Regions from separate parts of the Mus musculus genome. Here region 1 is linked to region 2. Evidence: chromatin contacts called from public Hi-C data. All regions are on one chromosome and are shown on one strand. The core of a region is the stretch at or near the end of the contact, and the rest is flanking DNA. Distances in the headings are between cores, read along the strand shown.

Evidence for each region. Hi-C and Micro-C count contacts between places; a contact is called where the count stands out from the background.
Region 1: a contact with region 2 is called in a Hi-C map of neutrophils, with 8 times the contacts expected there. The contact joins the promoter of Tmem129 here to the promoter of Snx17 in region 2. A contact is called at or near these places in 6 of 39 promoter capture datasets (the C10 cell line, hippocampal neurons, liver and 2 more), 13 of 484 Hi-C or Micro-C datasets (CD4 T cells, CD8 T cells, LSK cells and 8 more), 12 of 115 datasets of contacts at active chromatin or transcription factors (Th17 cells, astrocytes, cardiomyocytes and 7 more) and 3 of 9 other capture datasets (adipose tissue, liver and macrophages).

What each region holds. Positions count from the first base shown.
Region 1 is chr5:33,654,306-33,660,273 of GRCm38.p6, reverse strand. Tmem129 (transmembrane protein 129) reads left to right here and starts at 2,297. Exons shown (of 4, transcript NM_026698.3): 1 at 2,297-2,651; 2 at 4,477-4,951; 3 at 5,402-5,561; 4 at 5,660-5,968. The coding sequence starts at 2,447. The coding sequence ends at 5,908. It overlaps Tacc3 (transforming, acidic coiled-coil containing protein 3), which reads right to left and starts at 2,146. Exons shown (of 15, transcript NM_001040435.3): 1 at 1,547-2,146.
Region 2 is chr5:31,191,318-31,197,493 of GRCm38.p6, reverse strand. It overlaps Snx17 (sorting nexin 17), which reads right to left and starts at 4,190. Exons shown (of 15, transcript NM_153680.2): 1 at 4,029-4,190; 2 at 3,551-3,625; 3 at 2,581-2,698; 4 at 2,015-2,079; 5 at 1,638-1,748; 6 at 1,453-1,543; 7 at 1,230-1,317; 8 at 944-1,013; 9 at 419-511; 10 at 121-324. The coding sequence starts at 4,091. Eif2b4 (eukaryotic translation initiation factor 2B, subunit 4 delta) reads left to right here and starts at 4,355. Exons shown (of 13, transcript NM_010122.2): 1 at 4,355-4,501; 2 at 4,869-4,912; 3 at 5,206-5,341; 4 at 5,747-5,953; 5 at 6,047-6,129. The coding sequence starts at 4,471.

The DNA.
Region 1 (5,968 bases), core at 1,048-3,547, 2.5 Mb before region 2:
ATGGGTGCAGCCACACCACACAATTTAGGTGGGTGCTGAGGATCTGACGTCAAGTCCTCATGCTCATTTGTCAAGCACAATACTGTCTGAGCCATGTCCCCAGCTCCTGGAGGGAGTTCCTGGAGACAAAAATTGACAAGCCAGATTTGGGTTCTGTCTTAGTCAGGGTTTCTATTCCTGCACAAACATCATGACCAAGAAGCAAGTTGGGGAGGAAAGGGTTTATTCGGCTTACACTTTCATACTGCTGTTCATCACCAAGGAAGTCAGGACTGGAACTCAAGCAGGTCAGAAAGCAGGAGCTGATGCAGAGGCCATGGTGCAACAGCAGCAACAAAACTTCCCTATGTTCCCTGCCCCACCTCTAGTCACTCCTGCACCAAGAAGACATCAGAACCTGTACTGGCTAGTTTTGTGTCAACTTGACACAGCTGGAGTTATCACAGACAAAGGAGCTTCAGTTGAGGAAATACCTCCATGAGATCCAACTGTAAGGCATTTTCTCAATTAGTGATCAAGGGGGAAAGGGGGAAAGTGTTCATTACTGGCTTGCTTCCCCTGGCTTGCTCAGCCTGCTCTCTTATAGAACCCAAGACTACCAGCCCAGAGATGGTCCCACCCACAAGGGGCCTTTCCTCTTGTTCTGATGTCTTCATGGTGCAGGAGTGACTAGGGGTGGGGCAGGGAACATAGGAAGTTTTGTTGCTGCTGCTGCACCTGTCCTTCTGAGAACAAGTATGGGGTCAAATCACCTATGGGAGATGATAAAGCTCAAGTTGACTGATGGTCTCTGAGGTGAAGTTTGAAGGTTGAAGGAGAAAGAAACATCTCCCACCTCGAACAGTGCATGGACAGAAGTGTACAATCAAGCGATCATGACTGGAAATATGCATTGCTGAACCAAATTGTATAGGTATAGGCATGAGGTCATTCTGGTAGCTAAAGTTGAGGAAAAAGGCCTTAGCCTTAAAGGACTCTGTTCAGAGAAGGATGCAATAGAGAAGGGAAACTTATCAGGACCATCTGGAGTTGGAAAGAAAGCGTTTCCAAGAGAAGCCATTTATTTTGAAGTTGTGGTCAGGCTGTACGGAAGGAGGACTTAGAGGCACAGACCCAGGAACAAGAAATATCCCTGGGTTCAGGAAGACAGACGACAGACAGAATAGTTTCGCAGAAAAGATGGAGTAAGAGACTTGGGGCGACGGATGTCCCTGGCTCTGAGACGCGATTCTCCTACACGACACGCTCGACCAGAACAGGAACCAGCACGGCCTCTTTGGAGGCCATCAACTGGGTCAGACCGAGATCACTGGCAGGCCGGCCTGCAAAGCCCAGCCCACGGGCAGGTTCCTGTCCTGCCTAGGAGGCTAGGTGCATCCCCTGAGTTTAGAACAGAGGAGGCTGGAGTGAGGGGTGGGTCCTCAACAAAGGGAGAGAGCGAAGCTGCGGAAGACAGGAACGGTAACTCAGCTCGCAGGAATCAAGTTCCGTGGGGCTGATCCCCACCCTGCGCCCGAGGGAAATAAAAAATCGCCGTTTCCCTTACCTGACTACGGTTGCCAAGCCCTGGGCCCGCGCGGACGCCCACCGCAAGGGAGGAGCGCCGTGCCCGCTTCGCGCTAAGAAAACGGAGCAGGAGAAACCCAGCCGAAGGAACCCCAACAAGGTCCGCTCTCGCAGTCCCGGAACGTCGTCCGCTACGCCCGCCCCAGATTCAAATACCGAAAGTTGGCGTTCCACAGCCAATCAGCGCGTTGGAGAAGAGGCTTCCGTAGAGCCACCTGTGGCCAATTGCAAGCCATACTGGTCCCGCCCTTCTTGCGCAGGGAGTTCCGCTTCCGGGACTGAGGGCACAGTGGGAGCGTTGGGGCGTATGGGAACTGTGGTCTAGCATCGGGGGCCGAGAGGGCTTGTTGGTAGCCAGTGACTGTGAGAGCCATCATGGCCCAGAAAATCTCATGGTCGGCCGCGAATGCGGTTGGAAACCAGTTCGCCCTGGCTCGGTTTTTCTCAGCTGTTAAATGGACCCAGTTGCAGTGTCTCCTCCGAGCTGTTTGTAAGGGAGAAGTTGAACCCTTACGGGGGGTGTCTGGGCGGCTCACAGCTTGTGGGTCAGCGTAGGGTCCGAGAACTCCCCACTCAGAATGCCGGGGGCGGCCTCGCGAGACTCTGACTCCCAGGGTGCCCTTCGGGTCAACCCAACAGGGAAATTGTCTCCCACAGTGCCCCGCGGGCAGCCTGAGGAGGGGACTCCATTTCCTAGAATGCTTTGCGGGTGCCTGGACAGGAGGCGCTCAGATTCGCAGGATGCCCCGCCAGTAGCCGGACTTGGACTCCGTTTCCCAGAGTGCCCCGCGGGCGATCTGACGGCGGTGGCTGCGGCAACAAACCAACTGTCCAGAACTGGACTCTCCTGCCTCTGCACGGCCCAGTGAGCGGTGGCGGGATGGACAGCCCTGAGGTGACCTTCACGTTGGCCTACCTGGTCTTCGCAGTGTGCTTCGTGTTCACGCCCAACGAGTTCTACTCGGCCGGGCTCACAGTGCAGAATCTGTTGTCGGGCTGGCTGGGCAGCGAGGACGCCGCCTTCGTACCTTACCACCTTCGCCGCACTTCCGCCACACTACTGTGTCACTCACTGCTGCCGTTAGGTGAGCCTCCTGTGTGCCGGCCGGTGGTTGGCGCTTAACCGGGCGCTTGGAGACTCCAAGGGTGAGGAACTGGAGCAGAAGCCGGTCAAGATCATGAACAAGCAAGCGGGATCTCTGCAGCCCTGGCTGTGAGCTGAGCGCTCTAGAGCACCATACGCTCTTCCAGTTGGGAGGCGGCGGCCCTGGCGCTGTCCTGCGAGTGGTGCTCGGGTGGGGCTAAGCTCCAGTCTTTGACATCACTGCGGCTGGAGTGCAGAATCGTTCAGCCTGCTTGCTATGTTGGACGATTTCTATAGGAAAGAGCTCCTGTTGATTTCATTACAACAGGGGTTGGAGAGATCCCAGGGGAAGGTGGGTGTAAGAAGAGCAGGCAGAGATGAAGACGGTCAAGGTTGGGAATGTTAATGGAGCGTTTCCTTTGCCGGGCTAGGTCTATGGCCCTGTCCAAGGCCATGGTATGTGGTGCCCCAAGTGCTAGTGGGACCTCGGAGAGGCCCATCTGTTGGCTGATTGGAGGAAAGGTTGGGGAAACTGCTGGAATATAGCAGTGATTGAAGTCTGGGATCCAGATGAAGGAGACCTTTGGAAGCTACAGGGACAGGGAAAGATAGATCTGGGAGAACACATGTCTGCTTGTCTGTCATACTTGCAGCTCTGGGCACAGGAATGATTGGTGTGAAGCAGCTGCTTAGGCTCCAGAGAGGCAGAGGCAGGTGTGGTAATAGAAACACTCAGATCTGTTTTGAGAAGAAGGAGGGTGGAGAGGACTCCTTTGGAGAACTGGAGATGGAGTTGGCATGGTCATGTAGTTTGGTTTGGAGACCTAGTTAGTACACTGCAAGGCATATCAAGAGTGTGGGGCTCTAAGGCAGGACTCCTGACCAAGGGCTGTCCAGTGGGCACTCCCATACCAGAACAAGGAACCCAAAGTTAATAAGCACAAGTCACTCAGGGAGGTCATATTGAGAGCAGACAGACGGTGGAGCTGTCTTCTGTTGCTACATAACAAGTTATTTTAACATGTAGTGAATTGGCTAGAAGTAAACAGTTACTATTGTTTTTTGCAGATTGGAGCCTGCTCAAACAGTACCTTACCATCTGCAGATCATTTTGATGTTCAAGTTGCTCCCTGTTGGGTTAACAGGGCTCTGAAACTGGTTTCTCTGTTCTAGCAAGGTGCCCTATCACTGGGTACTTGCTCATTTTCTTGTTCAGTGTCCCAGCTTTGAGATGGGCTATGTTGGCTCTGCCTCCTCAGAGGAGGCAAAATTGAGATACCAAGATACAGCCCAAAGAACTGTCTCAAGTAGGCCAGTGGTCAGTTTATGTAAAGTCGTTTCCTTTTGGTTTTCTAGGAAATTTTTGTTTATTTGTTTGTTTTTCTTTGTGTATCCATGGCTGTCCCAGAACTAGATCAGTAGATGAGGCTGGCCTCAGATCCACCTGCCTCTGCCTCCTGAGTGCTGGGATAGAAAGCATGAATCACCACTAACCAGCAGCTTTGATTTTATTTGATTTCTACTTGGCTTTGTCTGTGAAGTTATAGTAGTAAATTGCAAATACTTTCCTCTAATATGAGGTACCATTGCTCTGGCTAAGAGCTGAGGCAGGCCTGCTGTGGAGGTGAAGGGGTAAAAGCAACGTGTCCTGGGAGCTAATCATGCCCTAGGTTACCAAGACAAGGCTCAGGGCTGGCAACAGAAAGGAAATAGCTCTTCCCTTCCCCAAGCACAGGGAGAGCGCTGTGGTGTTCAGATGGGTTACCATGGGAGGAGGAGAGCCCCCAGCATCCAGGTCTTCCCCTGAGATGTCTTTTCTTCTGCAGGCTACTACATGGGCATGTGCTTTGCAGCCTCAGAAAAGCAGCTCTACTCCCCAGGTCAGGCCCCAGAAGCCTGGCAACTCTTCCTTCTCCTGGCTGTGACCCTTCCCCTTCTCTCCTGTACCCTGATCTACTACTGGTCCTGGGATAGGTGGACCCGACACCCACTGGCCCAAACCCTGGCCCTCTATGCCCTTCCACAGTCTGGTTGGCAGGCTGTCGCTTCTTCCATCAACACAGAGTTCCGACGGATTGACAAGTTTGCTACAGGGGCACCTGGTGCCCGAGTGATTGTGACAGACACATGGGTAATGAAGGTGACCACATACCGTGTACATGTGGCTCAGCAACAGGATGTTCACTTGACTGTGACAGAGTCACGGCAGCATGATCTCTCGCCAGACTCAAACCTACCTGTGCAGCTTCTTACTATACGTGTGGCAAGCACCAGCCCTGGCACACAGCCCTTTGATATTCGGTAAGTACATGGTGGTTGTGGATCATGTACTTCTTAGGAGGTGTTAAAGGTAGAGGAAGACTAAGGCACTGCTGGGGCCTATATGACATTGGTCAATTGACCCCTTTAGTGTCATCCTCCTTCAAGTTTGGTTTTTTTTTTTTTTTTTTTTTTGCCTTCTGCTTTCTTTTTGTCGCTCTTTCTGCTCTGTCATTGAGCTGTCCCTATACCTTCTTGTGATGGCCTAGGAATGTAGTTTGGTGGCACTTTAGCTCCAGACTCTTCCTGTCCATCCTGCTGGGGATTCGTGACCAGTGACTCTGGATTTTGCCTTCACATCCATCTTTAGTAGCTATGCCTTCACCGAGGTGGCTTGTTTTTCCTGGCCCTGCCCGCTTTTGGTTCTGAATGACTTTAGGTTGTGGACCCAAGGGCAGATGGTCTCAGTTCATCAAGCCATGGTTCTTGCAGGCTGAATTCATCAGAATATGGCGAACTATGTGAGAAGCTCCACGCCCCAATCCGAAGTGCAGCCAATGTGGTCATCCGCCAGAGCCTGGGGGACCTCTTCCTAGAAACATTTGCTTCCCATGTGGAGGTCAACCCAGCCTATTCAGTACCCAGCAACCAGGTGGGGGCTGGCCCGGGTGGGAGAGTGGGTGGAACTCCTCCCAGGACCATCCTGTAGGCCTTTCTGTAACCCCTTTTCTTTCAACTGCCTCTCGGTAGGAGCTGGAGCCCTGTATAGGCTGCATGCAAACACGGGCCAGCGTGAAGTTGGTGAAGACCTGTCAGGAGCCAGCGGTCGGCGAGTGCCAGCAGTGTTACTGCCGACCCATGTGGTGTCTCACTTGCATGGGCAAGTGGTTTGCCAGCCGCCAGGATCCCCAGCGCCCTGACACTTGGCTAGCCAGCCGTGTGCCCTGCCCCACTTGCCGTGCCCGCTTCTGCATCCTGGATGTGTGCTGTGTACGCTGAGCATCACAGTATGTTCTGTGTCTCCACTAGCCACTTCTGGGGAGTGCCTGAAGCTCTTTG
Region 2 (6,176 bases), core at 2,941-5,440:
ACTGGAAAGCTGAGGTGGGAGGGTCATGAGTTCAAAGACACCTAGGCTACACAGTTCCAGGCCAGTACTAGCATAACTAGACGTCTCAAAAAAAGAAAGAAAGAAAGAAAAGAAACTCACAGAGGAGGTGACCCGCCAGCATCGCATTCGGGTAACACGGAAAGAGCCTTCACGGAGTTGCTGGCCTGGTAGTCGCAGCTGGAGACTGAGCTCACTGTTGCCTGCGCTCACCACAACAGGGCAATCCTTCTCTGGAAAGTCAGCCACACAGGCATCAAAGCGCAGATAGCCATAGTGCCGCAGAGTTTGGGCCAGCCGCAAGAACTGAAAAATGTTCACCAGGTGTGGTTAGTTACAAGACAGGGAGTAGCTCAGAGCTCGTAACCCTTACAGGGAGACAAGGCAAAAACCAGCTCACCTCCTTTTTGGAGACCTTCTCTTGCAGAGATTTGAGCTGCCGGTGCTGCTCTTTGGTGACCAGGATCCAGCCATGCTCAATGTCTGACACCGTCTACATACAGTGGAGACAACGAATGGAAAGTTGGGGATCCCAGTTAGTACTTCCAGTGAAGTGATCAAAGTGAGCTCTGAGCCGGGCGTGGTGGTACACGCCTTTAATCCCAGCACTCAGGAGGCAAAGGCAGGCAGATCTACAGATCTGAGTTCGAGGCCAGCCTGGTCTACAAAGTGAGTTCCAGGACAGCCAGGGCTACACAGAGAAACCCTGTCTAGAGAAAAAAAGTGAGCTCTGCTGTCATCGTGAGCTGAGAGCTAACTGCAGTGAGGCCTTGACCTTTTCAGTTTATAGAGTCAGTGTCAGGAGCTCTGACCAATATTCTAGGGACTTCCTCAGGACCTGGGAACCAGTCATGGAGTTTTCTTGGGAAAGTGGAATATGAGTCACCACTTCACGGCAAGAATTCTGAGTCAGCTCCAAACTCACCTGAGCATAAAGCAGGTTCAGGCCAACCCGGTTCTCCATGACATCGTCGTCATAGGCAGAGTCCCAATAACTGTGAGGTGGAAATGGGTCACAGGGCTAAGCAAAAGTAGAATGGAAAATGGGCAAGCGAACAATTGCAACTCTGGGGTAATCAATGGTGGAGCCGAACGAGAAGGGTGGGAGGTGTGAGTACAACATCCACTGCGGTTCCCTCGGCAAAGCTACTTCAGTATGAGGCCCAGCCATCCAGCCCACACCCTCTCCTGCTTTAAGGCTCTGCCCTGACCTCTTTCTGAGCACAATCTTATACTCTTGACTCCGAAGACTGGTAACAGAAACATAAGGCAGTTCAAACTCCTGCAGCTTCCGTACAACTACAGATTAAAAAAGGAAAGTGTGATCAGACTAAAGAGGAAGGAAAGCCATGGACCTGCTTGGAGGAAATGTCCCATTCTCACAGCAGGAACTCACTGCCTGAAGCGCAAGCAGTAAAGGACAGCGACACTCACAAGAAAAGGCTCCATCTTCTTTTTCTCGAACAAGGAAGAGACTAAAATATCCGATCAAGTCATCTGGAAGATCCAGCTTTGCAGCCACAGCCTGGGAACAGGAAGTACAACTTAACCAACCAGCTATTTTAGTGCAGAGCCTAGTGTGCCCTGGGCACTTGGGCTGTCTTCAACAACCACCTCACCTCCAGGACATCTTCTGTCTGGTCAGAAGTTAGCACAGTTACCAGAACTTTCTGTCCATTGCTGAGCAGCACTTCCAAGGAAACCTCCTCTGTGGGCACCTGTTGGGTCTCCTGTGTGAATAAATGAGATGGGGGGCACTGCCTTGTTAATGCAGGTCTAGGGTCCAGCTTAGATGCATCCCATTTTCCAAACTCCCTCCGGTATCATCCTTAAATAAAGGCTGGCCTTTTCTTGACTTCAGCGGTACAGTAGAAGGTTTGTTCCATTAAAAAAAAAAAAAAAAAAAAAAAGGTGCCAGGAAATACCCGTGTAATTAAAATGACATGATCCCCCATCAGGTCCCTCTCTTAAATATGGGTTCTACCCAAAGCCTTACCTGTTGGGCCCGACGTAGAAAGCTATTAAAAGTCTCACTGCTCCCAAGCAATGGGTCTTGCCGAACTGTGGAGTCAAGAGAACAATATTCTAGTAACTTAAGACTCACTGTAGGCTTCCCCCGCCCAAGTCCTCTTAGTAGGTCCCCCAACCCCATTTCCTGGGCTGACGGTGGCCTGCCACACCCCCAGCTGGCCTCACCTCACACACTGTTTGCATAAATTCTTCACCTGCCCCACCCTTGGCTGCCATCTAGTTGAGTCCAGTCTACAGAACTAGGGAAATAACAATGATGTTAATCTGAAGCACATGAGATACAAAGTTCTCCCCACAAATTCCTCGTAATTCTACTATTGTACTAGTATTTCTCACAGAGATAAGTTTCCACATTTCTTTACTAATATGGAAAGTTTAAAGTCCGTGATGGCTATTCGCTTTGCTGGTTAAGTAACATCAGACCAGAGACTTCCTAAATCTAACCATTAAGATGGGGCGTTTGACAGAGCCACCTGACTTCAATCTCTCCCCGTGCGCTCACAGCAGCCTAGAGTTTACCCGTGCACTCACCAGCTTGCATGTACTTCTCCAACTGCTCTCTCCTCTGCTCCACCTCTGCAGGGGTCAAAGAGAACAGCTTCTTTGGGGGGAATGCAGGAACCACGTTGGCCCCATACTCCTTCCGAAGCTATGGCGAGAAAGAGATACAATTCTTCACATAACACAGGAACTGAGTGGTGACAACTAAGACTCACCCAAGTCCTCCTGGGTTCTTCTAACAACTCTTTAAAAGACGTGTGACAAAAGATGACTTTGGCAGAGTCAGGACCCCCAAAGATCTTAGGTATAAATTCTTGTATGTGTTCATGTGAAGACATTATAGGGTGATTTTTCATGGGGTCCTGGGTCCAGGAGCCCTTTGATTTACATAGCAAGACTGCTCAGTAGAGAACATTTATAGGGAACACTTATGTGCACAGATAATAAAGTCATAGCATACTCAAGTGTGTTGAAGGGACTTTGCTGATCCAAGAATCTACTTTTTATCTGGAGAAACTGAGGCGGGAAGAAATTAACTTGCTCAGGACTGACATCTAGTAGAAACAGGGCTCTCTAGAGATTCACTATCTATACAGAGCTCACTATCTGGTGAGGGGGGAAACATTTGGACATCTTATACACTGATGGGACCAAGAACACACAAGGAAAGCAGCGAATGGTTTGTATTAATCCGGGGAATGAATTCCCAAGTTATAGTTTAGGTGCCAGAAGGAATGTGCTTTGACTAACAGGGTTCAGTTTTTCCATGCAGGGGCAAAGGATGAAAAAGGAGACAGCTCAGAGAAGGAAGGATGTGTGAGTATAGGGAAGTACAGGAACTGTGAGAGACAAGCCGCTCAGAGAGTTTCCGGAAATGTCACGCTAACAAAGTCCACCTTCCACTGTAGCAGTGATTATAGGGTGATGTAATGAAAGGGGATTAATGTCCGTGGGTATGGAAGGGCTTGAAGCTGCATCTAGACAGGGTTGTTAGTCCCACCTGCTCGTGCAGCCCCAGAAGCTGGCTGTAGCGCACCCGACAGTGCAGGACTCCATTCACGTGAATGTTATAGGCCTGAGGACACAAAAGCAGGCAAACATCTCAGGATCGACGTGCAAACCACCTCTTGCCCCAGAAACCTGTCCGGAAGTTGCCTGACATATCCGTCTGCGCAACGCTCCGAGACTTCCCGGGATTTAGCCTGTTTTTCCCCCAGGGCCGGGTTTCAAGCAGAAGGCCCAGTCCCGAGGACACTCGGGCGCTTGTGCGGCAGTATCCCTCCCGGAGATGACAATAGTGCCCACCGCCAGAGCAGTCGCGGCCTGGCCGGGGAAAGAAGAACCTATTGGAGCTTGGGGTGGCTTAAGTACGAAACTGAGACATGAGATGGCTTCCAGTGAGGTTCGAAGGCTGGAGGCCGCTCCGAGAGCTCCGGCCCGTTATCCCCGCCCTGGCCCAGCTTCTAGCACCTCCTCACCACGTAGGCGGAGCCGCCGCTGTCCCCACTGCGGGACTCCGTTTCAGGAATGGAAAAGTGCATGTTCCCTAAGGCAGAGCTCCGTACTACCAGGTTCGCAGCGCCTCTGCTCGCTTGCCTCTGCCACTCAGCGCGTCTCCGCAGCCCAGCTCGCCATTTTGGTGGGCCTGAACTCCGAGGTGGGAAGGCTGTAGGATGACGGCTCTGCGAGCAGCAACCTCGGCATGCTGGGAGCTGTAGTCGAGCGCCGGAGACGCTCCTAATTGGGAACCCAACATCCTTTGGTCCTCACCGCGACCCGTAGTCCTGGGCGGGACCCAGTGCACGCCGGAAGTTGTAGTCCGCTGGGGACTGACTCCGCGGGAGGCATCAGGGGAGCCAGCAGCCCAGGTGGCGCTGTAGTGTGAGTGACCTCGGCGGGAGGAGCCTAGGACCCACAGTCATGGCTGCGGTGGCGGTGGCTGTTCGCGAAGGTGAGTGAAGGGCTAGATGCACCAAGTGGTAGAAGAGCAGATGAACACTGGATCGCTGATGCGGGGTCCGGAGCGCCTTTGGGCCTTGCCGCCGGGTTTCTGCACGTCGCGGGACTCTGGTTTACAAGATCTAGGGCGCAGCAGGGTGCTGCTTGCCGGCTGTTCCCAGAAGGGTGACTGACCCTTTTCCTCCCACGCCTGTCCTTTGATCCTGCCGCGCAGTGCGTCCCCACGCGGATCCCAGAGCGCCTCGCGCCCGGCAGCCGAGCTGTGGTCATGCCAACCCAGCAGCCAGCTGCGCCGACGAGTCTCCCCAAGTCCTCCCGGAGCCTGTCTGGCTCACTCTGTGCCCTGTTTTCTGATGCAGAATCGAGATCCGAGATGAAGACTGAACTTTCTCCTCGGCCCGGGGTAAGTGAGGGAGAGACCTCCTAAGTCGCCTGTCAAGAGCTACACAGAAAGCTGTGTCACCTTCATTTGGCCCCATCTCCCATCCTTTTCAGTTCATCTCTTAGTAGAACTGGGAGATTTTACAGAGCTTAACGGTGTGTGACTATGACTGAAGAAGTTTCTCTCCTTACTTACGTAGACTTGTAACAGAAGTCAGAGAGTGTTAGGAACTTAACCTTGGGGGAATCTAGTAAGCATCTTGATAAACCTTTGGAATGGCCTGGGGTAGAGCAGTTCCCGTGTCTGTGTCTCAGGCAGCAGGGCGGGAGTTGACCCAAGAAGAGAAGCTTCAGCTTCGAAAAGAAAAGAAACAGCAGAAGAAGAAACGGAAGGAGGAAAAGGGGGCAGACCAAGAAATTGGCTCTGCTGTGTCTGCAGCTCAACGGCAAGGTGCGGGGACGCTTTAAACGGCCGGGGGTAGGATGCTGGATGAGGGATTTGCAAAGGGAGATAGAACAAAGTTGGTTTGAGCAAGTACAAAAGCGGTTACTTGGAAGGCAGAGCCTGATGGTGCTGGCTGGTGGTGGCTTACAGCACACCTTTAACCCCAGCACTAAGGCCAAAGCAAAGGCAGGTGGATCTCTGATGAATTCCAGCCTCAGTCAAAAAAGGAAAAAAAAAAAAACTTAGATAAGGTAAAAGGGAAACTAAGGCCAAAGCAAAGACAGGTGGATCTCTGATGAATTCCAGCCTCAGTCAAGAAAGGGAAAAAAAATAGATAAAAGGGAAACTTTGGTTGGGGCAAAGAGATCACCGTCCTAGAGCCCAGGCACCTCTTCCCTCTGTATTTCATAGACCCAATCAGAGAACTCCCAGGACCTGGTAGTCAGCTGGGAGGTACTGCTGGGGAGAAACTTCCAGCTGGCCGGAGTAAGGCAGAACTTCGCGCCGAAAGGAGAGCCAAGCAGGAGGCAGAGCGGGCCCTGAAACAGGCAAGAAAAGGGGAACAAGGAGGCGTCCCTCCTCAGGCCTGCCCCAGCACTGCTGGAGAAACCACCTCAGGTATCTCTCTCCTCTTCATTCTCACACTCCACTTACCCAAACGCTCCCGTTTCGAGATGTATAGAGTCTTGAAAGCATCTCCCTAACTTTTAGGAGTGAAGCGTGTCCCCGAGCACACCCCAGCTGATGACCCCACACTTCTGAGGAGGCTCCTTAGAAAGCCAGATCGACAACAGGTAGGAAGTGGGTTTGGTACCTGGAGAATTGCCCTGGGCAAAGAAAA